Regions from separate parts of the Mus musculus genome. Here all the other regions are linked to region 1. The links are chromatin contacts, called in public ChIA-PET and promoter capture Hi-C maps. All regions are on one chromosome and are shown on one strand. Each heading gives the region's core, a stretch centred on a gene start, on an enhancer-like site or on the middle of the called end of the contact. The rest is flanking DNA. Distances are from core to core; before and after follow the strand shown. Region 1 holds the start of Bbs10 (Bardet-Biedl syndrome 10 (human)). Region 2 holds the start of Glipr1 (GLI pathogenesis-related 1 (glioma)). Region 3 has its middle 48 kb from the start of Krr1. Region 4 has its middle 7.8 kb from the start of Gm20758. Region 5 holds the start of E2f7 (E2F transcription factor 7). Region 6 has its middle 38 kb from the start of Gm20758.

Region 1 (4,704 bases), core at 1,119-3,618:
GACCTTTCATAATTCAATAAGTTTACATTTCAATGTCTTTCATATTTGACTACATATAAAGAGATTCTTTAAAATGTATAACCTGCCACCACTGCATAATTTGGTTTCATTTTGTTATGTATTGTGTGGGTTTAGTATATCCAATTTTTGTTACAATTAAAGGACTATTTTGTTACAGTTTTTAATTGAAGATGGACTGTTAACATTGTACAGGACCAGTGTCTTATTAATAAGATTAACATATTTAGTGAGAGCCACAGGAAAACCTTGACAAAAATGAATGTGACTATACTTTATGAAGTATTTCGAAAAATCAGCCTCTTTATTTATCATAAAATTATTTTAATATCATAATATTGATGTTCTTTTTTTTTTGTTTTGTTTTGTTTTTTGTTTTTTTCGAGACAGGGTTTCTCTGTGTAGCCCTGGCTGTCCTGGAACTCATTCTGTAGACCAGGCTGGCCTTGAACTCAGAAATCCGCCTGCCTCTGCCTCCCGAGTGCTGGGATTAAAGGTGTGTGCCACCACACCCGGCTAATATTGATAATCTTTATTTGAAAAAATGTCATGAACCATTTGAATGATGAGCCACAGAACCTCAGTTGAATTTATTTCCACTTTTGGCATGTTAAATATAGATTTAATTTTAAGTACTTCAGTTAATGGGTTTATAAAGTCAAGCACTAGCATTGGTCAGTTTTGTATGATAGGATGTAAGTGTGTTCTCACCTGCAGTGTAAATACAGCACACTGTAGAATTCTCTTAAGGTGCATAGTAAATGTATAGATAGTCACAGGCGGTTTTGTAATGTATACATTTCTAATCTATTATTCCTAACCTGTCATGTTTGCAGAGAGAAAAGAATTTTTCTAATGATCTGTAAAATTATGTTAACTTCTACAAGTAGGTATTCTAAATAAACTTTTTTAAAAGAGCAATCTGTGATCCAGTGACTCTTGATATAATGTATTAATGCATAATGTACTAAATTAATCCTCTTATTTTTTATTGTGTGTGTGAAAAAGATGGGTACAGGCTTGACAGGAATTTTGACAATCTCTAATATATGTTTTACTTGATACTTTATATTCTTTTAAAATAAGTGGAGTTTATACATATTTTATACATTAAAGATGAGGCTCAGCATATCTAAATGACCCCAAAAACTACACAGTAAGAATAAAGGCGGTCTGTCTTTCTCAGGTAAAAGCCTCCTGAATCACGACTACACAGTGCACTTGATTGTACTGTTTAAATGTTTGAAATATCCCACTATTTCAGTCTAAAGATAATGTCCAGTGATGAATGCAACCAAGAAAAAACACTGAAGCAGTATCATTAGACACTGAAATGCTGTTCTCCTCCCGGTCGTTTACTACTGAGTTATTGAGGAAACCTCAGGAAGGCTTTACTCATGATTTTGTCTTCCTTTCACCTCATTCTAACTTGTCCCTCAGAATCCTCTTGCCCGTGTGGGGTAAGGACACTGCTGTCAGTGTTAAACGTCATTGAATATCTATCTACAAGATCACTTTCCTGCTAACATTGACAGCTTTGTTCTGCATTCATTTCTTGTGGGTATGACAGCCTGGGTAATGATCCACCATGAGAATTTTGTGAGTAAATGACAAATACTTGGCTGTACTTCGAGTTAGAAACAGTACAAAAACTAACTTATCCACCTCGGAACTTTAAAGGTTTTTTTGGTTTTGTTTGTTTTGTTTTGTTTTACCAACTTGTTTGTTTTAAATGAGGAAAGCAGAGACAGATGGTCTCTGGCTGAAAGAAGCCCTTTAGCTATGAATCCAGCGCTCGTGCGCTCCCTAAAGCCTTTGTGTTTTACTGGGTGAAACATTTCTGCTTTGGGATGGTATACAGTACAAATGACAAATACAATTGATCATCGATGTGAATAAAAGGCAAACATCTACTTCTGCTCAAGTGGTTTAACTAGGTGGGGTTTCGTCCATACCTGAACACACACAAGGTAGCACACCCCAGCGGAAGCCACGAGCCTAGAAATGGCTATGCCCAAGCTCTCTCCGCCTGCCCTGCATTCTAAAACCGTTTGCTTGAAGGCAAGGAGAGCAAACTACACGGCAGGGGCACTAGAGAAGTAAGCTCGAGATGGGGCGGTAATCACGCCCCCGAGCCCGAGCCCTTCCCTGCAGAGACCTAGCGGTTGCAGTGGCCAGGGAGGCCCGCGGGACGTGAACCAGGAAAGTAAGGACGTCCCAGGACCACTCGAGTCTCCGCCCACCGCTGGCGGGGCTCCACCCCACCGAGGGGCATAGAGCTCTTCCGCCAATCGATGCCAAAGCTACTGCTCTTCCGCCGTTTTCCCCGCCTCTTCCGTTTCCGCCCTTCTGCGGGCCTGACCTAACGGAAGCGTTACCCGTGGTTCCTTACCCATGGCGTCCCAGGGGTCGGTGACGGCGGCTTTGCGGGTGGCCGAGGTGCTGGAGAGCATCGCGAACCGCTGCGTGGGGCCCGAGGGCGGCCAAGTGTTGTGTACGAAGCCCACCGGCGAGGTGCTGCTTAGCAGGGATGGAGGCTGCCTCCTGGAGGCGCTGCACTTAGAGCATCCCTTAGCCAGGTACCTCACTTCTCCTGCCCTCCACTAGGCGCGCATCTCCCTCAATCTCCCATCCCATCCTGAGGCCGTGGACCTGGATAAAACCAGTGTAGACATCAGAGAGCTGCCCAAACTACTAGTCCCGAGCCCCAAACCTCATCACGTGCACAGAACACTTCTTACTCTTTCCCCATCCCTGAATGAAGTAGTTAAAGGAAAAGTAAAGCAAAGCCTATATGTCAAAAGGACAATCTGTGTGCCTTATAGCTATGAAAATGTGGATTTAACCCAGAAAATCTGAGTTATTTTTTTCCCTTCCTATACAGGATGATAGTGGCGTGTGTTTCCAGTCACCTTAAAAAGACAGGAGATGGTGCTAAGACATTTATTATTTTTCTTTGCCATTTACTCAGAGGACTTCATGCAATCGGAGAAAAAGGAAAAGATTCATTCACTTCTGAAAATATTCAGAGCCATGAAAGGCATTGGAAAAACTGTTGTCAGTGGAAATCTATTTCCCAGGCTCTGCAAACGTTTCAGACACAAACCCTAGGTTGTATTGTAGACCGGAGTTTAAGCAGGCACTACCTGTCTGTCTTTTCTTCATCCACTGAAGGAAGAAAACTGTGCAGGCACTCGCTAGAGTTGCTCCTGGAAGCATACTTTTGTGGAAGAGTGGGAAGAAACAATCACAGATTCATTTCACAGTTGATGTGTGACTACGTTTTCAAGTGTATGGCTTGTGAAAGTGGGGTTGAAGTATTTGAGTTGTTGGATCACTGTTTTGCAGAGTTGAATGTTGGCGTGACAGGCCTTCCTGTTTCAGATTCTAGAATCATAGATGGCCTTGTGCTTCCCAGGGACTTTTCTATGTACTGCCCAGCAGATGGTGACATTAGGATGGTGATAGTAACAGAAATCCTCCAGCCTCAGTTTTCATCGGCTGGCTCGGAGTTTGTTCTCAATTCAGAAACACAGTTTCAGGCATCTCAGTGCTGGATCACGGACAGGACAAAAACAGTAATGAACCACTTGCGTGGTCAGAATGTAAAACTGCTCCTGACCAGTGTGAAGCAACCAGACCTGGTTATTTACTGTGCAAGACTTAATAGCATATCAGTGGTGGAGTGTTTATCAGCCGAAGAAGTTTCCCTTGTCCAGAGGATCACTGGTCTTTCTCCTTGTGTCCTACCAGAGGTTGCTTCACAGTGTGAAATTTCTGATAGTACTTTGGTGAAGTTTTGCAAGCCCCTCATCCTTAGATCCAAGAGGTATGTTCATCTCGGCTTGATTAGCACATGTGCATTTATACCTCACTCTATGGTCCTCTGTGGACCGGTTCTGGGTCTTGTTGAACAGCATGAGAGAGCTTTTCACGGAGCATTTAAGATGCTTCGGCAGCTATTTACTGACCTTGATCTAAATTACATCATACAAACCAAACAGCAATGTAACCCAAGTCCTCTTGCTTATGACAATAGCAGAGAGCGTAATCACTCACCAGAAACTGATAAGTATCAGGACATAGTAGCAAAGAGCAAAAATAAATTGGAAACTCAAACACATTTAGAAGTATATTCAGGTTTGGGGGCTTCAGATACAGAATTGAGAGCAGGTAAGCCGTGGTCAGCACACAAGAAGACACCAATAGCTCCATCCCAAACAGATGAAATGCTGAAGTGCTTGCCTCCAGAAAGAAGCGGGATAATTGATAACTGTGACCTGTCAATTGAGAATCATTCCACTGGAAATCCTACAGCAGAAGACACTGGAACAGAAATTTCTTTCGAACACTTACAGGTCTCAGATAATGCCGGAAAGGGTTACACGCTGCCAGTGATGCGCAAGTCACTAGATACCTGTACTTGTCAGGGTTATTGTTCATCCACTGTGCCAGCAGGCTGTGTGCTGCCAGTGGGTGGAAGTTTTGAGATTTTGATGAGTTACTACCTTCTCAGCTATGCCAAACAATGCCGACAATCAGATGAAACTGTCATCAGTATGTTAATAGCTGATGCTCTTCTAGGCATCCCTAAAATCCTTTATAAGCCTAAGAAGGGAAAGGACAGTTTCCCACACATATACATGCGGTCTCTCCATGCACTGCAAGCCAGTCAACCCATGGTAA
Region 2 (4,704 bases), core at 599-3,098, 700 kb after region 1:
CAGTGAAAATTAACATTACCTGAGGGCATAGCCCAAAGAATGGAAGAAAAAGTGGTCATGATGATGATACATACCTTTAGACACACGTGTCATCGTGAAGGGGTCAGAGTCAGAAAAATAGAAAGAAGCAAAGAAAGAAGGAAAGTAAAAAAAAGAAAAAAAAAAAGGCCGGGCAGTGGTAGTACACGCCTTTAATCCCAGCACTCGGGAGGCAGAGGCAGGCAGATTTCTGAGTTCGAGGCCAGCCTGGTCTACAGAGTGAGTTCCAGGACAGCCAGGGCTATACAGAGAAACCCTGTCTCGAAAAAACCAAAAATAAAAAGGAAGAAAATAGAAAATATATAGCAGCTACTCATGCATCAGCAGATTAATACCTAAAATGTATGAAGAGCTAAAAGCATTAAACCCTAAAAGGTGAGAAATCCAACAACCAACAGATGGGTTGAACACGGTCCTTCAGAGAAGCATAGCTCAACATCCTTAGCCATTAGGGAAATCTGACTGGTAAGTCCCCTGGTATGTGGGTGGAGAAAAAGCCTTACATGCTGCTGATAGGTCTGTAAATTAGCTCAGCCACTATGGAAATCAGTATCACCACAAACTATAAACATAAGACTAGCGTGTGATTCAGCTACGGCATGTTTGGGCTTGTCTCTACAGGGATGGAAGTCAGCACGTCTTGAGTATTTGCATATCCATGTTTTTTTTTTTTTTTTTTTTTTTTTTGTGGCACTACTCACAACCTCCAAGCTATGGATTACACCCAGTGGTTCCCCAAAAGATGAAAGAGTAAGGAAAATAGCTTGTGTACAGATATGTCTATATAGACAAACTGAATGGTATTGTTGAGTCGCCAAGAACAAAATTATGACATTTGCAGGGAAACAGATGGGATTGGAGATCATCACACTAAGTAGCATAAAGCAGACGCAGGCGGAAAAGCATCATGACCTCTTATATGTGAAGTGTAGAGGAAAACAACCGAAGACCACAGAAACGTAGCAGGGGAAAGCGATCAGAGGAAGAGGGCCAAGAGGCCAACGGAATGAGTGTAGCCTAAGCACACTGAATTATCATAATGAAAGACCATTATTTTACACAGCATATATAATGAAAAAAAAAAGAACCCTTAAGACACAAAAAAGAAACCTCACAAATATTAACAGGAAAAACCATGACAACAAAGAAGTCTGTTGCTCATGGCTGCGGAAAGGAAGTGTGCAGAAAGAACTGAATCATGCCAGTGGTATTGCTCAAGACAGTCGGGGAAGGTAACGGTCGACTCTGATTGCAAGCTGAGTTTACTGCACACATTCATTACAAGGAAAAAAAAGAAAGCAAATAAGAAAACCACTCAGGGTTACCCAGAAGTCACACCCAAATTAATGCAGGCAAGCTGCTTCTGATTGACATGGGCGACAAGCCCTTGCTAGTGAACTCACCATGTACAGCATATTCCGGGCTGGTGGACTCACTTTTGACCGAAGCTGGTTGTGAACTTGAACACATTCTTTAATGAAGTCCTCGTTTGTTATATCTGGCAAAGTGCTTGCTGTAAATGAAGAACTAGACACAGACGAAGCCATCCAGACTATCACAGCAAGGATGACCTGCATGGTCTCTCTGGTTGCTGCTGGACCTAGAATCCAGAGCTGCGGGGTTCTGATAGAATGCTCGGTTCTCTCAGTCTGCAGACTGTTTCCCTGTTGGAGCTCGGATTAACCCAGGGTTGTTTATGCTAGACAAGTGCTCTGCCTCTGAGCTCCATCTTCAGCATGCTGGGTTTTTTTTTTATGACCAGCTTTACAAAGCACAGCCTACTTCAGCTTGAGGAGCCTGAGAGCAGAACATGACGTCACGAAACTTACACCGGACTTCTCCATATATGGCTTGCAGCTCATGGGTTTTTTTTTTTTTTCTTCTCTTTTCTTTTCTTTCTCTTTCTCTCTCTCTCTCTCTCTCTCTCTCTCTCTCTCTCTCTCTCTCTCTCTCTCTCTCTCTCTCTCTCTCTCTGGCAAACAAATAACAAAGGTTACTTTAATGAGAGTTGAGTAGAGAATTGTTTTTCTTGTCCAGATTTATAAAACCAAACAAGGTGTGCAAAGCAACATGGTTTGTATTTTATGGTTTCAGAGAAAATGAGACTCTTCACTGTAATTGCACTGAGAATTTTTTTCCTTTCTTTTTTACCTTTTCTATTTTGAAAGGACAACATAAACCCCACTTGTGTCCATTTAAGGGCCAGGCCTGATTTTGAAAAGAAAGCCATAAGGCACCAGCTCCAGGAACAGACCATAAAATCCAGAAACAAGGACATAAAACCACCTCCCAAAGAACAGCCTGGGGACAATCACAAAAATGGGGAAATATCTTATCTCAGAATGGGCTGTCTGGGCTGGGCAGCCCTATCTTATCCTATGGTTAAACATTCATGACACAGGAATGCAGACTGCTGACCACCTGGGACTCCCTAGCACCCAGCAATGAAAATTTAGATTACCTAATCCTTTTGGAGTGTTCCCCTGGTTCCCTATAAGAAGGCCTGTGTGCCTTTGTCTGAGGTCACCATTTCAAAAAATGGCTGACACCCCCCCCCACCCCTTGGTCTTGCCAGTATATGTTCTTTGGTTGGTGGTTCAGTCTCTGAGAGCTCCCAGAGGTCCAGGTTAGTTGACTTTGTTGGCCCTCCTGTGGGGATTCCATCCTCTTCAATCTTTCATCAACTCTTCCAAAAAAGTCCCCTACCTCTTTCCAATGCTTGGCTGTAGATATCTGCATCTGTTTTAGTCAGCTGCTGGGTGGAGCCTCTCACAGGACAGTTATACTAGGCTCCTTTCTACAACCATAACAGAGTACCATTAATAATGTTAGGGATTGGTTCTTGCCAATGGGCTGGGTTTCAAGTTGGGTTGATTATTGGTTGGTCATTCTTTCAGTCTCTGCTCCATCTTTGTTCCTGCATTTCTTTAGACAGGACAAATTTTGGGCCAAAAGTTTTGTGGGTAGGTTAGTGTCTTTATCCCTCTACTAAGGGTTCTGAGGGCTAATATGCAAAATCTATAAAGAACTCAAGAAGTTAGACTCCAGCAAACCAAATAACCCAGTTAAAAACGGGGTACAGAGCTAAACAGAGAATTCTCAACACAGGAAACTCAAATGACCAAAAAAGCACTTAAAGAAATGCCTCAACATCCTTAGTTATGAGAGAAATGCAAATCAAAACAATCCCGAGATTCCCACTTTACACAAACCAGAAGGGCTAAGATAAAAAACTCAAGCGACAGCACATGCTGGCAAGGACTGGAGCAAGGGGAACACTCCTCCACTGCTGGTGGGAGTGCAAATCTATATAACCATTCTGGAAATCAATTTGTTGATTTCTCAGAAAATTGGAAATAGTTTTACCTGAAGACCCAGCTATATTGCTCCTAGGCATAATACATCCAAAAGATGCTCTACAACCCTACAAGGACACGTGCTTCACTATGTTCATAGCAGATTTCTTCTTAATAGACAGAAACTGGAAACAACCCAAATGTCCCTAAACTAAAGAATGGATATAGAAAAAATACTATTTAGCTATTAAAAACACAGACATCATGAATTTTGCAGGCAGATGGATAGAACTAGAAAATATCCCAAGTGAGGTAACCCAGAGCCAAAAGGACATGAATGGTATGTACTCACTGATAAGTGGATATTAGCCATTAAGCACAAAATACCCATGATACATCCACAGCCCCAAAGAAGTTAAACAAGGAAGGCCCAAGGAAGGATGCTTGAATCACACTTAGGAGGTGAAACAAAATAGTCACCGGAAGCAGAGTGAGTGAGGGAAATGGGTGGGAAACCAGAGGGGGAAGGGAATGGGGACAGGCATGGGGAGAGACAGGAGAGAGACCCAGAGGGTCAGAAGAATGAATAGAAATCGGTGGCTGCCCAGGGTAGGGGTGGGGAGAATCTTTCAGAAGTCCCAGAGACTTGAGATGGGGGAGGTTCCCCGTGGTCAATGCTGGTGACATTAGCAGAGATGTCTAAGAGTGGGGACATGGAACCTGAAGAAGCTCATTTTGTTCTTAACTCGGTCTCAGTGCCTCTCGGTGACAGGGTATGTATAAAACACAGATTCTTGTTTGGTGACATCAGGCTTTGACTTGGGAGGTATTCCCAAAGGAATTTCTGCAGTCTTTAGAAATAAGTCCTGTATTAGCCAGGGTTCTCTTAAGAAACAGACATGACAGAATATTTGTATTAAAGGGGATTTATTAGACTGGCTCACAGGAGGGGCCTGAGTGCTGAACCAATGTTGTCTCATGGCAGACAGCAAGGCTGAGAATCTGCTACATTTCTGTCCAACTGGGGACCTGGAGGATTCCTGAAGAGCTGCCCGTCTTCAGTTTATATTGAAATCCGAGGAAGCTGAGTCTGCCACCAACCACTGCATCAGGATAAAAGAACTTACCAGCAAGAGTGAGAGCAAGCAGGAAAAAAAAGGGGGGGGGGAGGTGCAATCTTCTTTTAGGACCTTTGTTGTGGGCTGCCACAAGAAGGTATGGCTCAGATTTAGGGGTGGGTCATCCTACTTGAAATGATCTGTTTAAGAAAATCCCTCAAGGGATTCCAGATGTAGTCAGCTTGACAGCCAACATTACCATCACAACTTTCCACTAAAAGACTTGTAAGTGTTTTTGGAAAGTCTTTTTG
Region 3 (4,704 bases), core at 1,413-3,912, 630 kb after region 1:
TTATTTTCATTGATACTTTAAAACTGTGATTTCGCTACTATTATGTGTTGTAATGTAATATCTGATATACAGGATGTGCAATAATCAATCCCTATAGGGTCGCGACCCACAGGTTGAGAACCACTGGTCTAGACTCTGAATTGAAGTAATTTCTTCATTGAGGCTAACGACGAATTCTTTCTTAGTTATCCCATATCTTGCTGGCTTAGCAGGTGGCCCTCATTATGAATGGGCTATGAAGTGAGAGGGTATAGTTAACAGGAGATTAATTATTTAGAACGTTTCTAAGCTTGCTACAGTTTCAGGCCGGCAGAGCTTAAAAGAGGGGATTATATATTTTATTGTAAATTAATCATGACAATCTTTTTTCTCATTGGTATTGCTAAAGGTTGGGGCAATGTGCTTTGCTATTGTTGCAATGGTCTGCAATCGTTTTTTTTTTCACTTCAGATTGCCAAATGCAGGCAACACACGATAATAGCCTGCAGCCAATACAGCCCCTGTACCATACACACCTTTCTTTCTCTAGTCCCCAAATGGGGATGAAGTGGCTTAGACGTGGCCTTCTTCCAGACACATAAAACATCTTTATTTTGTGCTACATTTCCAGAAAAGGCTTTAAAAGTGTTCTGAAGGCTTATAAAATTGCACTTTATAAAGAGAAAGATCGGTCCAGAGAAAGTATGCATAGACCATAGTGTGGTATAAAATCTGATGCTTTCAGCCAGTTGGATTTGTGGATTTGAGCCCCCTGAGCTTGATCAACATTTATTTACATTAATGGCTTCTCCAATCCTCATTATCTAGTCCTCTAAGTTATAGGTTGTGATTCAGTTTGCACACTGCATATGGGTATGTGTAGTTGAGACGAATTAGTCTAAAAATATTTGCTAGTGCCAACACAAATGATTTTCCACTAACCTATTTTGAGACTGTAGCCGGTAAATCCACAGAAACTAAAGTGCGTGGAGGTGGTCTTTTCTAAGACTGAGGTTGTTAGCTCATGCCCTGTGTTGAGAGTCTCTTCCCCAGACATCTTGGTGATCAGCAGAGAGCCGGCTGCTGACATAGCACCAGTGTCCTGCGCACTAAAGCACTGAAGGACAGACCTGACCGCTCCACTTTATTTTCTCCTTCTGGGGGGAAGATAACCCCCACCTTACATTTGCTGAGTGCTTGCTCCTCGTAAGTGTAAAGTTCCCACAAATTATGTCAACCCAAACATCAGTTATTAGCTGCTTTCTACAGGAAACACAGCCAGGAATATGCAGTGGCCTCTGAGCTCACCTCTCCTCTGCCTCTACGGACTCTGCTGCACAGTCCTGCTGAGCGAGCGTATCTCTTAAGATTTGTAAAGGTCTTAGCACTGGGAGACAACAATTTATGCTTTTAACGTTAATCAGTAAATCACACACGTACATGTGTATATTCTTTTTCATTAATTGCCTTTTTATTGTTTTTCTTCCAATTACAAATACTTGCCAATGAAATGTTTTAATTGAAAAAATTAAGTCTCATATATATGGCTTCCACATTCACCCTGTAAGGTTTCTTGTACCCTAAATTTCTTTCCTCTCAATGTTTCTTTTCCTTCTTAGTGTCTCCTGCTATTTTACATTTTGCTGATAAGGAGCTTGTGTAATTAATAACCTTATCTCCCTATGTATAAAAAAAACAAATTTAGTGCATTTTAATAAGGAAGTCAGAAGTACAAGGAGACACTTTATTGCCACGTTGACGCTGATAAGACCAGAAATAAGCTGGTTGCTCTGTGACTACACATAATGAATAGTATTTGTGTACGTAGTTTTATTACTTTTGGTGTCAGAGCTTCAATATTTCTTGGGAGTATATTTATGAACAGCTATACAGTTTAGAATTCTTTAATAAGCCGCTCTCACTGGATAACACACTGGTTTTTAAAGTCACTTCATCTTTATGCCTGATCTTAATCTTGTATTTGTAGTTCTCAGCAGGGGCAGGGAGTGCTATTTTCTTAGCTGCTCAGGGTGGGGATGGGGGTGTAGAAGATTGGGAGGGGTTCTAGAAAGGTCACTATGGTCTCATGCAGTCATATATTTTACAACTGCAGCTTGTACACTCCTGAAATGGGGAAAAGTTCCTCTTTTTTTTTTTTTAAGTGCTGAACAAAAACTGAAGGTTTGAAAAGTTTAAGACCCTTGAGAACATGAATAGTTGGATCTCTAGTATCTTTGACTAAGTTTTTACATAGTCCCCATGACAGCCTACTCCTTTGAAGTCAGTCAAGCCTGTGAGATCATGAGGGACTCATAACAGAAGAAGCTCTGTGAAGAGCGGCTGAGTTGCCTCTGCCCTTATTTCCTGCCCATTGATCCTGTGATGTGAGCGTATCTGTTATCTCCTTCTGCAAAAAGAACTGTGTGTGCCACATGACAGTCCTGGGCAGGGCCATGCAGGGTCACACAGCTACGGATGGCTGGGAAGACAAAGTTTGATCTTCTATGAAACATTTATATGCTTGTTTGCTTGTTTGTTTGTTTGTTTGTTTGCAGTAGGCTTGCTTCCTACTCTGTCCTTCCAGGACAAAGGCAGAAGTGAGTGGGTAGGAATCACAACAACTTCTCCCCTCTGATGTTACCCTCTGACTAGGGGAGTTGATAGTAAGGCCGGGACTTCCCAATTAGCATGCTTTTTTTTTTTTTTAGCAAGGGGACCTGTTTTACTGAGTTGGGGTAGAAGACACATCCTTCCTTTGGACTGGCTTCCCCATTCGATGTATCCCCATGCTGCTTATTATTAAGATGAGCTAAAGATCAAGGTTTACAGCACTCTATAGCACCCAGTGCTGTGCTAGCTTCTCCAGTGCGTTCCTGTCCTGGACACCTCCATGATGGTTATTGAAGTCCGTTGGTTGGCTTTCCAAAAAGTGAGGAGGTTTGAATCTGGCATTCTTGGGAAAACTCTTTCTGTGATCTTTTTCTCGCCTACCCTCTCTGGTTTCCCATGAAAGGCAGGAATGCTCAACTAATCCCTCCTGCTCCCTGGTCTGTGGGCTGTAATTAGGGTTTAAAGAAACAATGTCTCCACTTTGGTGGAATTCATGCTGTTCCCGTTGGAGACTGAAGCAGGTATACAATGCGCTCATAGTCTTTACACTCTATCTTCAGTAACACCTTGAACCACTTCATCCAATATTCCTTTCCTTCTTCAAAGAGCAACATTTAACTCCTTCATTTTATTGCATAGATAATGCCTTTGTTTCTGAACGATACAGCATGTGTGACTGTTACGCACACAAAGGGAGGAAAAAAGGTTATTTATTAAGTAAGTTATTCACCGTAGCAAATTTTAGTGATTTTTCAAACCAGAGCAACCAGTTTTTTCCTGATCCGTCGTCATTAATTTGACAAATACCTTCTCCTTAAAAGTTTACTACAGAAAGATTTCGTTTTTATAGGCACACTTTCTTTAATGTATGCTTTAGTGATTCTGAATATTAAGTGCTACCAGCATCTCTTGCTCTGAGCTTAGCAAGCGAAGAAAGCACCGTCAGTGAATTCTGCCTCAAGTCAGAGAAAATGTCTTTTGCCCCTCTTTTCTCCAAAGAAATAAAATCTTTATGTGCTCGGCATGTGGGGTAGGAAATAACAAGGAGGTCATTGTTCTCTGTCCCGCCTAACTGCAAGTGTAAAGACTGTTATTCTTTCGAGCACTGCCCCCTAGCGGGGAAAATTTCACGTTTTTCGACTGGGTATCTTTAAATGCCTTCCCATCGCTTGTTCATGCCCTTTCTGCAAGGATGCTGACCCTGTTCGTCATGTGTGTTAAGATAACACTTAGAATGTGAGTTCCTGACAGCATGGGGGCCTTTACCTAACAGTCTCACTGAGCTGAAACACGGAATAGATGAGAAGAAATAGATTGTAGCTTCTCACAAGTCTTGGGAGCTAGTGTTAAAGCAAAAGACAGTAAGAAGGGATGAGAGCGCTCAAGGCTCAAAGATGTATGCCACAGATGAGACAGAGAGATCGTAAGAGCCAGAGGGGGTGGAAGATTCCATGGAAGCAGTGTCTTTCAGATGCAACAAGCACTAATGCCCATATGAACTCACAGAAATGGTGGCATCGTGCAAAGACCCATGGTTCAAACCAGACAAAATCCCGGCACTGAGACGGGCAAGTGGGCACAAAGTCCTGTCCCTAACCAACAGTTAGCTCTTCCTAACTGATACCTGCTGGAAAAGGCAAACTTAGATGTCTTTAATGGAGTAACAGTCAGGATATCAACCATATTCCAGGGCAGGCTCTGTGCTCACGAGTAGTTGGCAGCACAAAACAGACCCTGTGTGTGCGTGTTTGTGTGTGTATTCATGGGGCGTTGTTCTTGTTACAGTTTGATGGGTTTTGTACTTTTAGTTTTTTGTTATAGTTTAGCTTTCTTGGTTTTTTACTTTTTTGTTGTAATGTTGCTGGAGAGAGAGAGAGAGAGAGAGAGAGAGAGAGAGAGAGAGAGACCATGAGGTTGGGCAAGATGTAGAGAACTCCAGGGAGGAGAAGCATATAATTAAAATATATGTGAACATTCAAAAGAGTAAAAACTATATAGGACATAAAAACTAGAAGTAATTCCAAGGAATGTAAACCAAGAAGGGTCTATTGCTTGCAGTTTTCAAAATTCTTGTTTTAAAGGCTACACTGTTGCCAGGACAAACTGGCTATTCTA
Region 4 (4,704 bases), core at 736-3,235, 580 kb after region 1:
CAAAGGTGCACACTGCTGTTCCAAGGTCGGCCTTTTAATTATACAATTCAGTGTTTATTTTGCGGGTTGCTACTGAAATGAAAACACACATCTTTAATTTCTTACAGTGTTCTTAAAGTAACATATGTGACACTACCTTCATTTGACAGCTTCATAGCAATCTTGACTCTCTTCCTATCGATACTCTTCCCATTTCTCTGCTCTCTCGCTTGCTCATGTATAACTACACTGAACTCCAGAGGACAGTCCGTGGCTTGTGTCTGTTGTTTGTAATTATATACTCTTTTTTATGAAAGGAAAAGAAACTAGCTTTAAAGTTTAAGTAAAGAGCCAGTCGGTTGCTGAAATTTTTCATGTTCTGTTTAAAAGGTATATCTTGTGGTGTTTGTTTTTGTCTTTATTAATGCTGTCTCCTTCATCTCTCTCTGTCTCTGTGTGTGTGTCTCTGTCTCTCTCCATGTTTATCTCTTTCTGTCTCTCTTTCGAAATGACCTCACACTTTCACCATGCACCTTAGGTACTAATCTCTCCTTTAAGACTTCCAGTGGCCCAGGCACTGTGACTGGCTAGGGACAGGCTTCTAATTTGGCTGCTGTCATCTTGGCTCTCATTACATTCCATGTGATCAGTGACCATTGTTAGAGGGATGGCCTGCAATCCATCACCCTGTTCCCTGTGTCACTCATACTGCAGGTACTGACTCAGCCACTGTAGATGCACCACAAGAATTTCCAGATCCAGGCAATGCAGAGTCCCTAAGCTTAGAAGCAATCATCGTGGGTAACTTGACATAGGGAACTGCCAGGAAATAGAGCCTATCTTAATGGTTTTACATTCTGTGTGGTGTCTTGTTCGAGGCCTTTCACAAGGGAGATGCCCAATGAATACTCACTAGATGGTTGGCTGAACAAAGAGACTCTTCAAAAACCCACAGTGATGAGGGAGAATTTGTATTGTCCAGACCACAATATCACTCAGGAGACTGATGACAAGCAACAGGAGAGGCAGTTGATGCTGTGCTATTGCTATCAGCAATAAATAAATAAATAAATAAATAACAGAAAGCTGTTCCACTTTGCCCAAAATATTGGCTTCAGTCAGTTAAGGACCCTATTGGAGAAGGAATGCAAAGTTTGAATCATCCAAAAATCATATCTATTATATATCATATATCATATAATCATATAGCATACATCATACCACATATATCATACAGGATATATCATATCTCTATATCATATCATATATCATATCTATATCATATATCATACATCATATATCATGTATATCATATATATTGTATATCATATATCATATCATGCCAACAGCTTAATCACGAGGCAGATGGACTTCCTAGTGAAGAAAGCTAAAATTAACCCGTATTTACAACATTAAAGTCATCCAATGATATTAACACCAGTGCCACCAGCACAGTGTCTGCTCATGGATGTTTTTAAATACCAGTTTTACTTCCTGAAAAAAAAATGCAAACTGAGATACTAGTTTTAGATTTCATTTTCTGATCCTTTCCGTGGTAAAGAAGCCATACTTTTGTGAACATTTAGCTAAAGAAACGGCTAACCTTCTAGAGCCACGTGTAGGTCTCCTGAAATGACAGCAGGAGTGTGTGGGATGTCAGAATCACTCAACAGCTGGATTCTACTACGTGCAACCTGCTGCGGCAAATGAGCCACGGGACACTTAAGAGCAAGGGAGCACAGTTTAATTAAAACTGGCTCAAGATGGAAAACCTTTAATGAATTCAAGTCTCGGAGCAGAACTTGAGACCCAAAATCCCTCGGGGGAACTGTCAATAATAAAGATGCAATCTTCTGAACCAATCGCTCATGAGACCCCAGCTCGCCTTCGATGATGCCAGGAGTTGTTGTTCCTCGGGGCGGAACGATTTGGGTAGCGAAGTAACCTGGCAGAGGCTGCGGAAAAGAGACGGGCTCTCTCATGGCAGCGCCACCTTCTGTAAATCTGATAATGAGTTAATCTCACATCTGCAAGAATTAATCATGCATTCAGAGAGCTCCATATTAAATGTCACGCAAATGAAATTTCCATTTGGTGAATGCAGCTTAGTCACAAAGCCTGTAGGGGTAGCTGGGTTTGAAGAAAAAAAAATCACTCTTGGATAAAAGAATCCAGATTTGCCTTTATGTCTATACTGTGCGTCTCGTTGGATCTGAAGGGGAAGCTTCAATCTATGGGAAAGGCACAGCCTCCTGATTCCCCTGCGGTGTCTCAAGTGGATTTAGGGATGATTAGAGGTTGTGTGAGTCCTTGGGGATCCTAGCAACAAGACAGCTGTGTTAGTTTCCTACGTTCGCTGTAGCAAATTACCATATACACTTTGAGGGGTAACAATTTAATTTTGTAATTAGGGGGGTCAGAGTCTAATACGGGTCCCGTTCTCGGCAGTGTTAAGGGAAGAGTCCACTTTTATGTCTTAGTTGATTGACACTGATTCTTGGTCTGCTCTTCTACATTCAGAGGAAGGAACGGAACCTCTGTTCTTCCCTCTGAATTCTGCATTCTCGGTTCTCTGTCTGTGGCTCTGATCTTCCCCCACCCCACTTCTATGAAGCCTCTTATGATTATATGTGGTGTCCCTCGAAGAATCTTCCCATCACAGGATGTTTAGCTTAATCCACGATCAAGATCCTTTTAGGTAACATTTTTCTCAGATTCTCTCAGTCAGTATCCTCCAAAGAAAATGGAGATTATTTATGCATATATGTGTGAATATGTGATTATGTAAGTATGCACGCATATGTGGGAGAAAGGTTTGCACCATGTGGTTCGAGAGAGGGAGCATTTCCAAGCTGCGCATTGAGTAAGCTGTGCATCCAGGAAACCCGATGATATAACTCCAGTTTGAGTCCAAAAGTCTGCTGAGAATGGGAAAGTCAATCTAGTGAGTTCTATTGTAAAAGCTGGGTTAGACTGAGACACCAGCTGCCATTTTTTAGTCCCAGAGGAAAATGCCAGCTCTTAGCCCTCAGTGCGGGCATGAGGAATAGCCTCTTCTTTTGCCTTTCAGTTTGATTCTGGTTCGAGGTCAGTTGGATGAGGAGCACCCTCACTAAACAGGGAAGTGGTTATAACCAGTCTATAGACTCATCATCCCTCCCAGAAATGTCCTTGTAGATCCTACAATAGTGTTTAACTGAGCATTTGGCCATCCCGTGGGCCTGTCAAGTTGATATAGAATATCAATCCTCACCAGGACCCTACGGTTTGCAGTAAAACTTGCCTGTCCCTAGGCACCTGGGGGTTAGCCTTGTGTTTGCCAGACCCTATAGTTAAATTAGTTACATCTGATGGGTTGTGTCCAGGCGATAATTCCAGAATAATATCACAGAGTGGCTCATATCAGCGAAGGGAATCACTTGTGTGCAATAGGAATTCTTGGCTAAGCATTTTCCCTCTTTTCTGACATCATCCTTCCAGCTTCCCGGCAGAAAGAAGGGTAGCAGAGGAAACATTGGCCAACTTTGCCCGCTCATATTCCAACTTGACCACCAGAGCCCTCGGTGGCATCAGGGGACCTGAGAGGATGAGCTCTCGCTCTCTAGTCTTCATGGTGGAGGGACACAAACACAACGGTGTGATGTTGGCAATTCAAATGTTTTCTTCACTGCCCAAGAAAAAGCTCAAGCCTTAACCTTCCGTTCATCAACCAATCCACCAAGACCAAATGTCTTGTGGTTCCCCGCTCGCTCACCTCCTTTCCCTACCCAGTCTCCCAAAAGGCGACTGAAACTAATCACAGCAGGCTTCACGATGTCAAGACAACTACTATGGTTGTAATAAGATTATTCAAGTAGACACAGATAATAGTTATGTTTGTAGTTCTTTTAAGCAAATTGACTTTGAAGTCCAATTAACCCATGGTCAAACCAGGAGTAGGTTTCTCATTCTTCAGATTTCCCTTTTGAGCACACATAGCTTACCATTCCACAGGTCAGAAGCTGTGGTCTCCATATTTCATGTGTTGACTTGGAGCAGAGAAAAATAATCTTAGGAGAAAAGAATGACAAACTACATGCACAGAAAAAGGACACTGGCAAGAGCTGGATCATTCTGGATTTTTTTTTTTTTTTTGAGCGCAGTCACATTCTTGTGAAACCAGAAGGGTTAATTCAATGTAGGGTTAATTAGTTATAACCACTTATAACTCTATAAAATGTAGGTCATTACCTATGCATATGAATTGTGTCTGTAGAAGAATGACTTCTATTAAAATAGAAGAGATGAGTCTCATTAATCCAAAGGAGTAATAATTACCTCTGGACTATAATTAATCAAATCATAGTCTTACATCTTCACAAACTTATAATGTGTCTTACAGTATAGTAAAATATGATAAAGTGCTTGAAAGAGTGATATAGTAAAATTCAGGGCACAAACATCGAATGTGAAGGAGAACAGTACGTAGGAGGATGTTGGAAATACCTTACAGAACTGAACTGTGCTAATTTCAAACCTCTAGTATATACTTGCCAAGACCTTGTTCTCCTCCAGAGAAGTTTAATTGTTATATAAAAAAAAGTTTGCTTTGTGACTTGCTAAATTGGAAGAAGGCATGGTAATTCCATTTTTATAGGAAAAAAATCATCTCAATACTTGTAGTGGAGTTAGTTTTTTCAGCTTGATATTTGAACACAAATATTAAGACGCTGAGGCTTGGCAGTC
Region 5 (4,704 bases), core at 818-3,317, 550 kb before region 1:
ACAGAAAACCACCACAGTCATAAGTCATGCATCTCTTCATCTAAATTCTCTGGATCTGCGTGATGAAAAAAAAAAAAGTAAGTTTCAGTTTTTCTCTTTTCATGTCCCTATGGTTCTCTAACCATTTAGAAGATAGATTTTAGTTCCAATTTTTCTTTTGGTGTGTGTGTGTGTGTGTGTGTGTGTGTGTGTGTGTGAGAGAGAGAGAGAGAGAGAGAGAGAGAGAGAGAGAGACATGTAATTGCCAATGTGAAGACCAGAGCAGATGCTAGATGTCTTTTTTCAATAGCTCTACACATTATATTTACTCATCAGTTCATTAACTCATTCCTTTGAAATAGGGACTGTCACTGACCTAGGATAGCTTGACTGGCCAATGACCTTCTCGAAGCAGTGGGTCTCCGCAGCCTGGGTTACAGACTACCTCACCCCCAGCTTTGAAAATGGGTGCTGGGAATCCCAACTCCGTCCTCCTGCTTGTTGAGCAAGCACTTTACTGATTAAGCCATCTCTCCAACCCCATACCTCTGGTTTTTGACACGGGGGTCTTTCCTTTATCTGGAGCTTATTAAACAGGCTAGTCCGCAAGCCCCAGGGATCGGTCTGTGCCTGCTGGTGCTGCAAGCACAGGCACCTCCACACCAGCATGGGCACCAGAGGTCCAACTCTGATCCTTCAAGCACTTTATTGGCTGAGCTATCCCTATAGTCTTCAAATTGTTATTTGCCATAGACATACTTTTTTTTTAAGCTACTATTGTTTATTTGTTCATGCGGATTGTTTTACATGCGTTCTGGTCTTTTCTAAGGTATAGTCCGGTAGCCATTTTCAGGCTGAATGTACCAGCAGACTGGAGTAAAAACCGAAGGACTTGAGTAAATATTTTGAATTCTTCTGATGGCTCATTGTACATTTTTGAGAGCTGAGAGGTGAAGGGTGGGGCCTTTGCACGGAACGGCTAAGACGGGGTAATGAGAATGATAGTTTTGCGTTGAAGTGGGGAAATACTCGTGGGCATGTGTTAAAGAGGCCGTTATAAATCCCAGCTGAGGGCACCCTACAAAATAACAGTACTCGGGGAAAATCTGGGGATCAACCCAAGAAACTGAACCAGGAGCTTAGGAGAGATGAACAAAAGCGATGTCCTCCAACAGGAAATAAAAAAGCATTTGGTAAAAAGAAAACCTGAATAAATAGTGACTTAAACAAGTGCTTTGTACTTACATAAGTGGCTGAAACTGGGTACTAGATGTGAGTGAACTCTTTTAAAGTATCTTTTCAGTTTTTTGTGCAAATCCAAAACGGTTCTAAACAAGAGTTTCTCAAGAGGGGCCTAAAATAGCAGTCTTTCCTTAGGTTCATATTTTAAATAAGAATCCGAAGGAAGTGAAAGGTCTAATAGAAATCAGTAATATTCCAGAGATATTCTTGACTGTTCCCCCATCCCCCAAGCTAGTCCTTACTAGAAACTGTCTAATAACACATTCTCGACCATCTCTAATGCTCTGGAGAGGGAACACCAGGAAACCTTTTGCAAAACCCCCTTTGGTGCGGCTGCCGGGGTTGTTCCCAGGGCTAACGGGCGTGCCATCTGCTCGCAGCCCAGGTGCTAACCAGGGTTCACGTGTCACCTGGCGGCGCCGGGTGCTAGGGAGCCGCCCTGGCAGGTCCCGGCAACTCGGCTCCCGCAGGTTGCTGGGGGCAGGGCGGCGTCCGCAGCATCCCGCGCGTGCGGATCGTTTCCCCGGCTCCATCTGCTGCGCTGGGGGCCGGCGTGGGTCGGTCCCCCACAACAAAAGGGCGCCCCGCGGAGAGCGCGCCGGCCCGCGCCGCCCCGCCCCGGCTTCCCGCGTCCGCGCCCGCGTCCCCGCGGGAAACGCTCCCGCGTCACCGCCTCCAGGTACCCGGAAGGGGGAGGGGGCGAGGCGACAACAATCCGGCGGGCGGGCGAAGGGGAGGAAAGGCGCGGCGCCGAGCGCCAAGACAGCGAGGGGCGGGGCTTCGGGCCGTGCCGCCGCGCCATTGGTCGGCACCGCCCCGCCGGCCGCCGCGCATTGGTGAATGCTCAAATTCAGTCTCAAGGCGCCAGAGGAGGTGTTTTAGCGGGGACCGCGATCCAGGGCTGGAGCTTGGCTTAGGCGGGTAGGAGACGCTGTCGCTACGCGGACACCGCGGGTGGAGCGGAGGATCTGCGAGCCTTGCCCTGCCCTGCCCATGTCGCCAGCCGGCCGCTGAGATCTACACGCTCTGCCCGCTCACGCGTGCGGCTGCGGACGTCCCCGGAGAGACCCTCCATCGCGCAGCGACAGTAAGGAAGCGTGCGGCCCCCTCGGATGGGGAGGCGGGAATGCGGAGACGGGTTACCCGCCGCCCTGGATGCCGTCCCACAGGCCCCGGGTCCGAGTGCCCCCTGGGGTTGTGCTGGCTGCAGCGCTAGGTGAAGGAGGCTGGTCCCCACTACCACCTACCCCCACGATTTAGGGGTCCCCTGGGAAGAGTTTCACTTGGGGTGTGCTTAGATGCCTAGGGAGGGGCTGAGCGCTTCCCGCATGGGTTGGTCTCTAGATCAGGTTTCAGTCTACCCCCTAGATCAAACCCACTCAAAGTTGAATTCCTCCCGGTTCTTTGCGCCAAAATTAACTGACCTGGGAGACCCTGTAACTTTCTTGGCATTTGCCTAACACCTTCCTTCCTTGGTAACTATTTTGCCTGTTGCTTTTCATAAAGGATTGCAGTTTTGTTCAGTTTTTTCGTCTTCCCAGATTTCCAGTGATTCCTAAGTATATTTTAAGTGTTTGTCCGTGTGAGTTTTAATGAGGAATGGAGGGTGTCTTCATTCTTGGAAAATTCCAGGAATGCTGTAGGAAGGGAAAGTTGATGTTCACAAGTGGCATTTTGTCGTTGTTGTTGTAGGGGGAAATAAATGTAAAATCATTTTCTGATATAGTTGTGTGTTCCAGATGGAGGTGAATTGTTTAACACTAAAAGACTTGATCAGCCCCAGGCAGACCAGACTAGATTTTGCCATTGAAGATGCAGAGAACGCACAAAAGGTAAGCACAAATAAATACTTTATAGTCTCCAGCATGTTTTGGATGGTGATGCCTAGCTTTCGTCTCGTATACAGCATAATTGTGATGGCCGTTATAGAGGAGTTTTTAGAGAATGGGGCCATTGCGACCTTTGTTTCGGCTCCTCTTAAGTCATTAGTGTTGGAACCAGCTTCTGAAGCCAAAGGTGCATTCTGGATGCAGTGATCAGAAGTTTGTGATGCCTAGAGATCCCAAGGGCAGTTGAATTAATGTTGGAAGAAATTAGAAAGCGTTAATTCCCTGGAACAGGATTTTGTTGTTGTAAATACTGGATTTAATGTCCGAATGCTGAGAAACACCACCTTCCTCCTAATGGACCAACTACAGAGATGTCTCCCAAGAGTTACAGCCTTGCCTCCTAGACAGGGGTCAATGTGACTGACCCTCACCAGCTCCTCTGAATAGTTGACAGCCCTTCTGCTTCAGATATACTGAGCCACACACTCAGCAATGTCTAAACCACCCTGGCCTGCATCAGCACAGGTGTGCAGAACAGATGTCCTTTTGAGAAGACAGAGCTGTGAATCTGAGCGTTGTTTAAGCAACAGCAAACAGATGTAACAAACCAGTTTCAGAAACCTGGAATGGAAATCTCTAGTAGCAACTTCCTTAGGCATTGAACCTCTCTGGAGTCCAAGTGTTAGTTTTAGGTTAGCATCAACAGTGAACCTGCCTGGTGACAAAAGACTTGCCTTTATACAAGACTTTATACAATATTTGGCAGCTATTATGTTTGTTAGAGGGGGGCATGTATACCAAGACGTTTTTGTTTTAAAGAGTATTCTTAAAGTTACTTAAGACTACAACTATATATATATATGTATATGTATATGTATATGTATGTGTATATATATATATATATATATATATATATATATATATGTGTGTGTGTATTTAGAAGTTTTGGTTTTGGCAGTTCCAAAATAAAACTTTTCTGTTTTCCTTTGTAATTTGAATAGTTCTGCCTAGAAAGCGGTCTGCTCTCTCAGTGCCCCACTTTTGTTCTGGTCAGTGACTGACCAAGTACTGTCCCTGAGGTTTGATGGTCCCCTCCCCTAATTTGCCTCAGTAAGTGGTGAGTTTTCTCATGGGAAAGTGCAGAGAAATTCAAATGACCTAAGAGATTGGGAAAGTGGTCAAACCATCTCAACTAGAATGAATTGGTTGGGGTTTAGCGAAGAAAGGAGGCAAGAGATAAGAACACAGTGGTTTTTGTGGATATTGGGGTCTCTTTGACCTCTCCCCATTGCTAAAGGATAAATCGGATTCCTAAGGGTGGTGGGGACATGGAGTTTGCAGTCACAGAAACCTGGGTTTGATATCCTGCTCTGCCACTTACCAGCTACATGACCCCAAATAAATACATTTTTAAGGTCTTTTGGCAAATATTTGTGTCCCAAAAGCTGGAGATAAGGAGGTTAAATATCGCCTGACCTGTCTTAGTTCGTTGGTTACCTTTATAAATCAGAGCCAATGCCTAGAATCTCACCCACTGGGTTTTTGTAAAAGTGCCTAGCTTTATACACTTTTCACATTGTACTGAATTAAAATGACTGTGCAGTCATAACTTGTCCTTTAGTCACCTTAGAGGCTTTCGGGGACCCAGATGCAA
Region 6 (4,704 bases), core at 953-3,452, 540 kb after region 1:
TTCTTCCTACTGCCTTAGCTGGGATTTTTATTGTTGGAACAAAGCATCGTGACCAAAAAGCAAATTGAGAAGAAAGGGGCTTATTTGGCTTACACTTAACATGTTGCTGTTCATCATCAAAGGAAGTCAGACCAGGAACTCAAGCAGGGCAGGGACCTGGAGGCAGGAGCTGATGCAGAGGCTATGGAGGGAGGCTGCTTACTGGTTTGCTCCCATGGCTTGCTCAGGACCACCAAGCCCAGGAATGGTACCACCCACCATGGGCTGGACTCTCCCCTACTGATCACTAATTGAGAAAATGCCGCACATCTGTAACTTATTGAGGCATTTCCTCAACTGAGGTGCCTTCCTCTCTGATGACTCTAGCTTGTGACAAGTTGGTACAAACCAGCCAGTACACCCATATACACACTCTATTGAAAATGCTTCTCTAGGCAAAATATAGTGAAAATCGGATGTGACTAGACGAAAGTTAACACTGTAGAGATGAAAAGGACTTGAGATGAGACCACTCAGCAGGTTGCCAGGTGAGGGAGAAATCTCTGGTTTAGTTTTGCACAAGCTAAACAGAGAAATCAAGTAGGGGCTAGCTTTCTGGAGGCTGAGGTCTGAACGTCCAGATTTGGGCACAGCTCATTTCCTATTGAAGGTGACCCAATGCACCTGATAGCAGTTCCTTTCAGGCAGGTTCTCAGGTAGAGCTGCTAAATGTTTCTTCTCCAGAAAAAAACAGGGCTCACTGGCCACTCTGTCGGCTAGGAGACTGGTATCCAGGGAGGGTGGGATCAAAGTCTGGCCTCTGCTCCTCCTAGGTGAAAGAGGAACCTGATGTAAAGTACCTAGTAGAGAAGACCCATGAAAGGGAGTCAGGGCGCTTTCTTATCAATTTCTCTCAGGCAGGAAGCTCCTCTTCCCCTGCAGGAAAGTCCAACCGTTTGGCACCGTGGCAGGATGTCATCATCAACAAAGTGCATGCTCACGAACTGTTCAGTGAAGTTGCAAATCAACCAGCCAAACAAATCTCAATGTCTTAAATAAGGTTACAGTTTGGTGTTGGGCCACATTCTCACAGCCTTGGCTACCTGCAGCCAGAGGAACACAGGCTGGACACAACTGGCTGGAGCATGGCTAATTGGAGATGGATTCCCGGGAGCCTTTTTCTCAAGGAGAGCGAGCCCTTCCTCCCAACTGGGCTCTACATTCAGTTTTCCTTGATACAACTTCTCAAAGAAGCAAACACTAGAGACAAAAGAGAGCTTAAGAAACAGCCATAAAATAATGATAATGATAATAATAATAATAATAAAACAGCTAGGTTGAATGGTGGCTACACCTGCAAAAGAAAGAGGAAAGAATGGAAGGGCTGGGGGGGGGAAGGAAAGGAAAACACATCAAGCCAACCACAAACTAAGACCATCGGTAACATATAATTTAAAACTAAAGGTCAGAGAGAATGAAAGAACAACCCCAACAGGCTAATGTGATTAAGGGGAAAAAAGTAAACAGTGATTTCAAAGCACAGGAGGTTAGCTAATCGACACCAGCTGAACGGAATTAGCCACACTTGGTCCAAAGATCAGTGGGAAGTGTCCTTGAGCAGCCGCCAAGAGCCAGTGCTCCTGAGGTGGCTGGCCCCGAGTTCCACTGGCTGAGTCCCCTAAGCTGAGCGGGGACCCTGGCTTCTCACCCTGGACCTCATCTTTCTCATTCCTGACTTCCTTTCTCTAGGGTTCTGTTGCAGATAGTCTCTGTTCTTCCAAGTGTAGGAATGTCACTCTGTGTTCTAACTTCTGGCTGTAAGGGGCAGATATCTGAGTCGAATCAGATAATAGACATGTTTGTGCACTTTGGGCATTTTAGATAATTCTCAAATATCCTCTTAAAAGCTTGTTAGGTCAAATAATATAATATAATATAATATAATATAAGGCCTGAACTCATGCTTGCCCCTGAACAAGCTGGGAAACCCCATCTGCCCTCCCTCCCCACACCCTGCCCACACAGAGAAAACTGTGTGCTAACTCATCATTCCTCATTCCTGGGTTTCCGGCAACCCACCCAAGAGTGCCCGCCCAAGGCTCAGTTTTTGACCCTGTAAGGACGCAAGGCCAGCTCCCAGCTGAGCATATCACTCCTTGCCCAAGCTCTAGAAAACTCCTTTTCTTTAGCCACCAGTGAGAGCAGTGATGCCTCCCCAGAGCTGCCTCCTAATCGGCCTGCTTATGTTGACTTGAATTGGCTTATTGTGTTGGCAGAGAAACCTCTTAGTAATATTACATAATTTTTATTAAAATGTGGCTGCCTGTGTAAATAACGAGGAATTAGTAATAGAACATCATCCCAGAGGCAAAAGGCTAAATTTTGTATGTGATTCCATTTATATTAAATATCCAGAGGGGATAAATCTTTAGACACAGAAAATTCATCCATAGTTGCCAGAAACTGGACAGATGGGAGAATTTCAATTTAACTGTTCAATGGAGTCAAGATTTTATTTTGAAAGCATGAAATGTTTTGAATCTAGACAGAGGTGATGTCTGTTAATATTATGAACATACTGAACTATCTCAGTTGTTGCTTGTATAATGGCTTATTTGGAAATTCACCTTAAGGATTATTAACAGAAGAGTTCTGTTGTACTTGAGTTCGATATACCTCTTTCTATATAGGTGGTAAGCGTTGAGATCACTGTGCTGAGAATACCGAGTCTGTTCTGGGCACCAGAGCAGGGCCCTCTGGGCTATTGTCTTCTTTACAATGATTCCTTCATCATCCACACTGTAGATGACAGCCAGCTCCCAGGAGAGGAGCATGGCACAGCAAGGCTTACTTTGCTCCATTGTCACAAGATAGTCTGTGAAGAATAAGGAAAGATTTGAAGAGGCTGAGGCCATCCTCCAGCCTTCTGGGTAAATGCCTCTTTCATGGCCTCATGCATATTCAGTGGGCTTGACTGCTTTGTAGAGAGCTCTGTAGCCTGGCTGAGGAGGCATAACTTGTGGGTCCACACGGGAAAGGAAAAGTTCGTGTTCTGACACCACTATAAATCACCTGAGTTACAGTACAGGAAACAGGTTTATCTCAGAGGAGTATCAAACCCCATCCTTCAATGCTGAAGACAGCAAAATTCCTATGAGCCCTTGTAGAAAATTCTACGTGGATGAAGGATCACATCTTGTCCATCAAAGAGGAAGAAATGCATACAGGTATCTGCTGAATGACATCTTGTGGGCAAGCCGTACACCTTCCTTCTGGGACAACTCCACCCTGGATACAAGCTGTCTCGGGGCCCTGAGCTTTTCACTCAATGATCACCCTTGGCTTTGGAGCCAAAGCTCTCCTCTGTTGGTGTTATTTCCTTCTTAGTGTCCTTAGAAAATTCTTATTTACAAAGTTCCGGTGGTTTCTAATTCCCTACTAAGTTCCTAGTTATCAGATAAAATAATCTGTGTGACTCATAAGCGTTCAGAATTACAGAGCATCCAACTTCCTCCTTTATAAGGAAGAATCCAGAAGGTGAAGTTCAGAGAGGTTGACAGGCTCTCGCTGGGGCAGAAGAAAAGCAGTGACCCAAATACTCTTTACCTTATCCCACAATGCCCTGCTGGACCACAAGGTCCAGCCTTTTGGATCTCTTGGGGTTAAATATTTTCACTGTTTTAGTTGGGAAGATTTTTAGGGAGCCTTGGTATTTTCTTTGTGGCTTAATAGAGCAGTCTTTTGTGTCTGCACAATTCAACAACATATTCAACGGAAGCATAGACCGTGGGGCGTTGAGATCATTTCAGGGCTTCACCCGCCTGTGCTCCTCCCCTGGTTCCTTCTCATGCTGCTCCACCTGAGAGCTTGCCTGGCCTCTGCTTGAAAACATGGGTGTAAAACTAAGATTTTTCCTCCCTACCACTTAACTCCCAGAAATAACAACTCTGAGACTAATCATTAATTAATACATTCATATACCGTAAGCTTTGGCTTGTTTACTAACTAGCTCATAATTCATTATCGCATTTTTTTTTCCTAACCTGAGTTCAGCTGCATGGCCAGTTTCCTCTCCTTGTCTTCTCGGTGTTCTAGGCAAATCTCCTGAGTTCAGATTATCTCCCAGAATTCTCTCTCCTTCTGCCAGATGTCCCACCTCCTGTTTCTTGCCTTAGCTCATTGGCCATAGGCATTTTTTGTTGACAGGTGATACTCTTAAGAGATTTTCTCTACACTTGGAGGGAATGGAAACTTGCTATGTCATCTAGTATAGCACCATGCTTCATTTGTGTTCTCTCTCTCTTTCTCTCTCTCCTTCTATCTCTCCCTCTCTCCTCCTCTCTCTCCTCTCCCTCAATCTCTGTCTTTCTCTGTCTTTCTCTCTTCCCTCTCTCTCCTCCCTCCTTCCCTCTTTCTCTGTCCTTTCAAATATCTTTCCCTTTCTCCCTCTCTTTTCTCCCCGCACACCCCTCTCTCTCCACTTCTCTCTCACCTTTTCTCTTGCATCCATTCTTCCTCTTTCCCTTCCTCCCTCTCTCCTTGCCTTTCCTCCTCCCACTCAGAGCAGAGAATACATACACATACATTTCAATTTCACTGTTTACTTCTTTTGCAATTGACATCGCACCATCGACTTTTAAACACTTAAAAACTTAAGCCATGTGATGTACATGACAACAGCACGCATATGGAAGTCAGAAGACAACCTTGAGGGTCTGGCTCTCT

Evidence for each region. Promoter capture Hi-C pulls out the DNA fragments that hold promoters and counts their contacts. ChIA-PET counts read pairs in DNA pulled down with a chosen protein or histone mark. Capture Hi-C pulls out chosen DNA fragments and counts their contacts.
Region 2: an RNA polymerase II ChIA-PET map of memory CD8 T cells shows a contact between it and region 1, with 20 read pairs. The contact joins the promoter of Glipr1 here to the promoter of Bbs10 in region 1. A contact is called at or near these places in 5 of 39 promoter capture datasets (the C10 cell line, the HPC-7 cell line, cranial neural crest and 2 more), 3 of 115 datasets of contacts at active chromatin or transcription factors (effector CD8 T cells, extraembryonic endoderm stem cells and memory CD8 T cells) and 1 of 9 other capture datasets (liver).
Region 3: a promoter capture Hi-C map of neural stem cells shows a contact between it and region 1. The contact joins the enhancer-like site here to the promoter of Bbs10 in region 1. A contact is called at or near these places in 14 of 39 promoter capture datasets (the 3T3-L1 cell line, the C10 cell line, Sertoli cells and 9 more), 19 of 484 Hi-C or Micro-C datasets (B cells, CD4 T cells, the CH12 cell line and 13 more), 16 of 115 datasets of contacts at active chromatin or transcription factors (the NIH/3T3 cell line, VIP interneurons, astrocytes and 11 more) and 3 of 9 other capture datasets (adipose tissue, liver and macrophages).
Region 4: a promoter capture Hi-C map of hippocampal neurons shows a contact between it and region 1, with 3 times the contacts expected there. The contact joins the enhancer-like site here to the promoter of Bbs10 in region 1. A contact is called at or near these places in 4 of 39 promoter capture datasets (the 3T3-L1 cell line, the C10 cell line, hippocampal neurons and 1 more), 1 of 484 Hi-C or Micro-C datasets (cerebral cortex), 2 of 115 datasets of contacts at active chromatin or transcription factors (embryonic stem cells and pancreatic cancer cells) and 1 of 9 other capture datasets (adipose tissue).
Region 5: a contact with region 1 is called in a promoter capture Hi-C map of adipose tissue, with 4 times the contacts expected there. The contact joins the promoter of E2f7 here to the promoter of Bbs10 in region 1. A contact is called at or near these places in 2 of 39 promoter capture datasets (the C10 cell line and pre-B cells), 1 of 484 Hi-C or Micro-C datasets (CD4 T cells), 1 of 115 datasets of contacts at active chromatin or transcription factors (large pre-B cells) and 2 of 9 other capture datasets (adipose tissue and liver).
Region 6: a promoter capture Hi-C map of liver shows a contact between it and region 1, with 4 times the contacts expected there. The contact joins the enhancer-like site here to the promoter of Bbs10 in region 1. A contact is called at or near these places in 3 of 39 promoter capture datasets (3T3-L1-derived adipocytes, the C10 cell line and liver), 4 of 115 datasets of contacts at active chromatin or transcription factors (acute myeloid leukemia, embryonic stem cells and extraembryonic endoderm stem cells) and 2 of 9 other capture datasets (adipose tissue and macrophages).

Annotation. Positions count from the first base shown.
Region 1 is chr10:111,296,311-111,301,014 of GRCm38.p6, forward strand. Bbs10 (Bardet-Biedl syndrome 10 (human)) reads left to right here and starts at 2,369. Exons shown (of 2, transcript NM_027914.1): 1 at 2,369-2,597; 2 at 2,903-4,704. The coding sequence starts at 2,413. It overlaps Osbpl8 (oxysterol binding protein-like 8), which reads left to right. Exons shown (of 24, transcript NM_175489.3): 24 at 1-937.
Region 2 is chr10:111,995,416-112,000,119 of GRCm38.p6, forward strand. Glipr1 (GLI pathogenesis-related 1 (glioma)) reads right to left here and starts at 1,849. Exons shown (of 6, transcript NM_028608.3): 1 at 1,443-1,849. The coding sequence starts at 1,616.
Region 3 is chr10:111,921,984-111,926,687 of GRCm38.p6, forward strand. No RefSeq gene overlaps it. Among named protein-coding and RNA genes, the nearest start is that of Krr1, 48 kb to the right of the region's middle. Within about 2 kb of position 2,663, at least 60 of the 459 cell types and tissues checked have an H3K27ac peak or open chromatin away from gene starts, as enhancers often do. A contact at or near this core is called in the NIH/3T3 cell line, embryonic limb bud, forebrain and 4 more, where this site is marked.
Region 4 is chr10:111,879,871-111,884,574 of GRCm38.p6, forward strand. No RefSeq gene overlaps it. Among named protein-coding and RNA genes, the nearest start is that of Gm20758, 7.8 kb to the left of the region's middle. Within about 2 kb of position 1,986, at least 14 of the 459 cell types and tissues checked have an H3K27ac peak or open chromatin away from gene starts, as enhancers often do. A contact at or near this core is called in hippocampal neurons, where this site is marked.
Region 5 is chr10:110,743,372-110,748,075 of GRCm38.p6, forward strand. It overlaps E2f7 (E2F transcription factor 7), which reads left to right and starts at 2,068. Exons shown (of 13, transcript NM_178609.5): 1 at 2,068-2,308; 2 at 2,961-3,053. The coding sequence starts at 2,961.
Region 6 is chr10:111,833,544-111,838,247 of GRCm38.p6, forward strand. No RefSeq gene overlaps it. Among named protein-coding and RNA genes, the nearest start is that of Gm20758, 38 kb to the right of the region's middle. Within about 2 kb of position 2,203, at least 65 of the 459 cell types and tissues checked have an H3K27ac peak or open chromatin away from gene starts, as enhancers often do. A contact at or near this core is called in adipose tissue and liver, where this site is marked.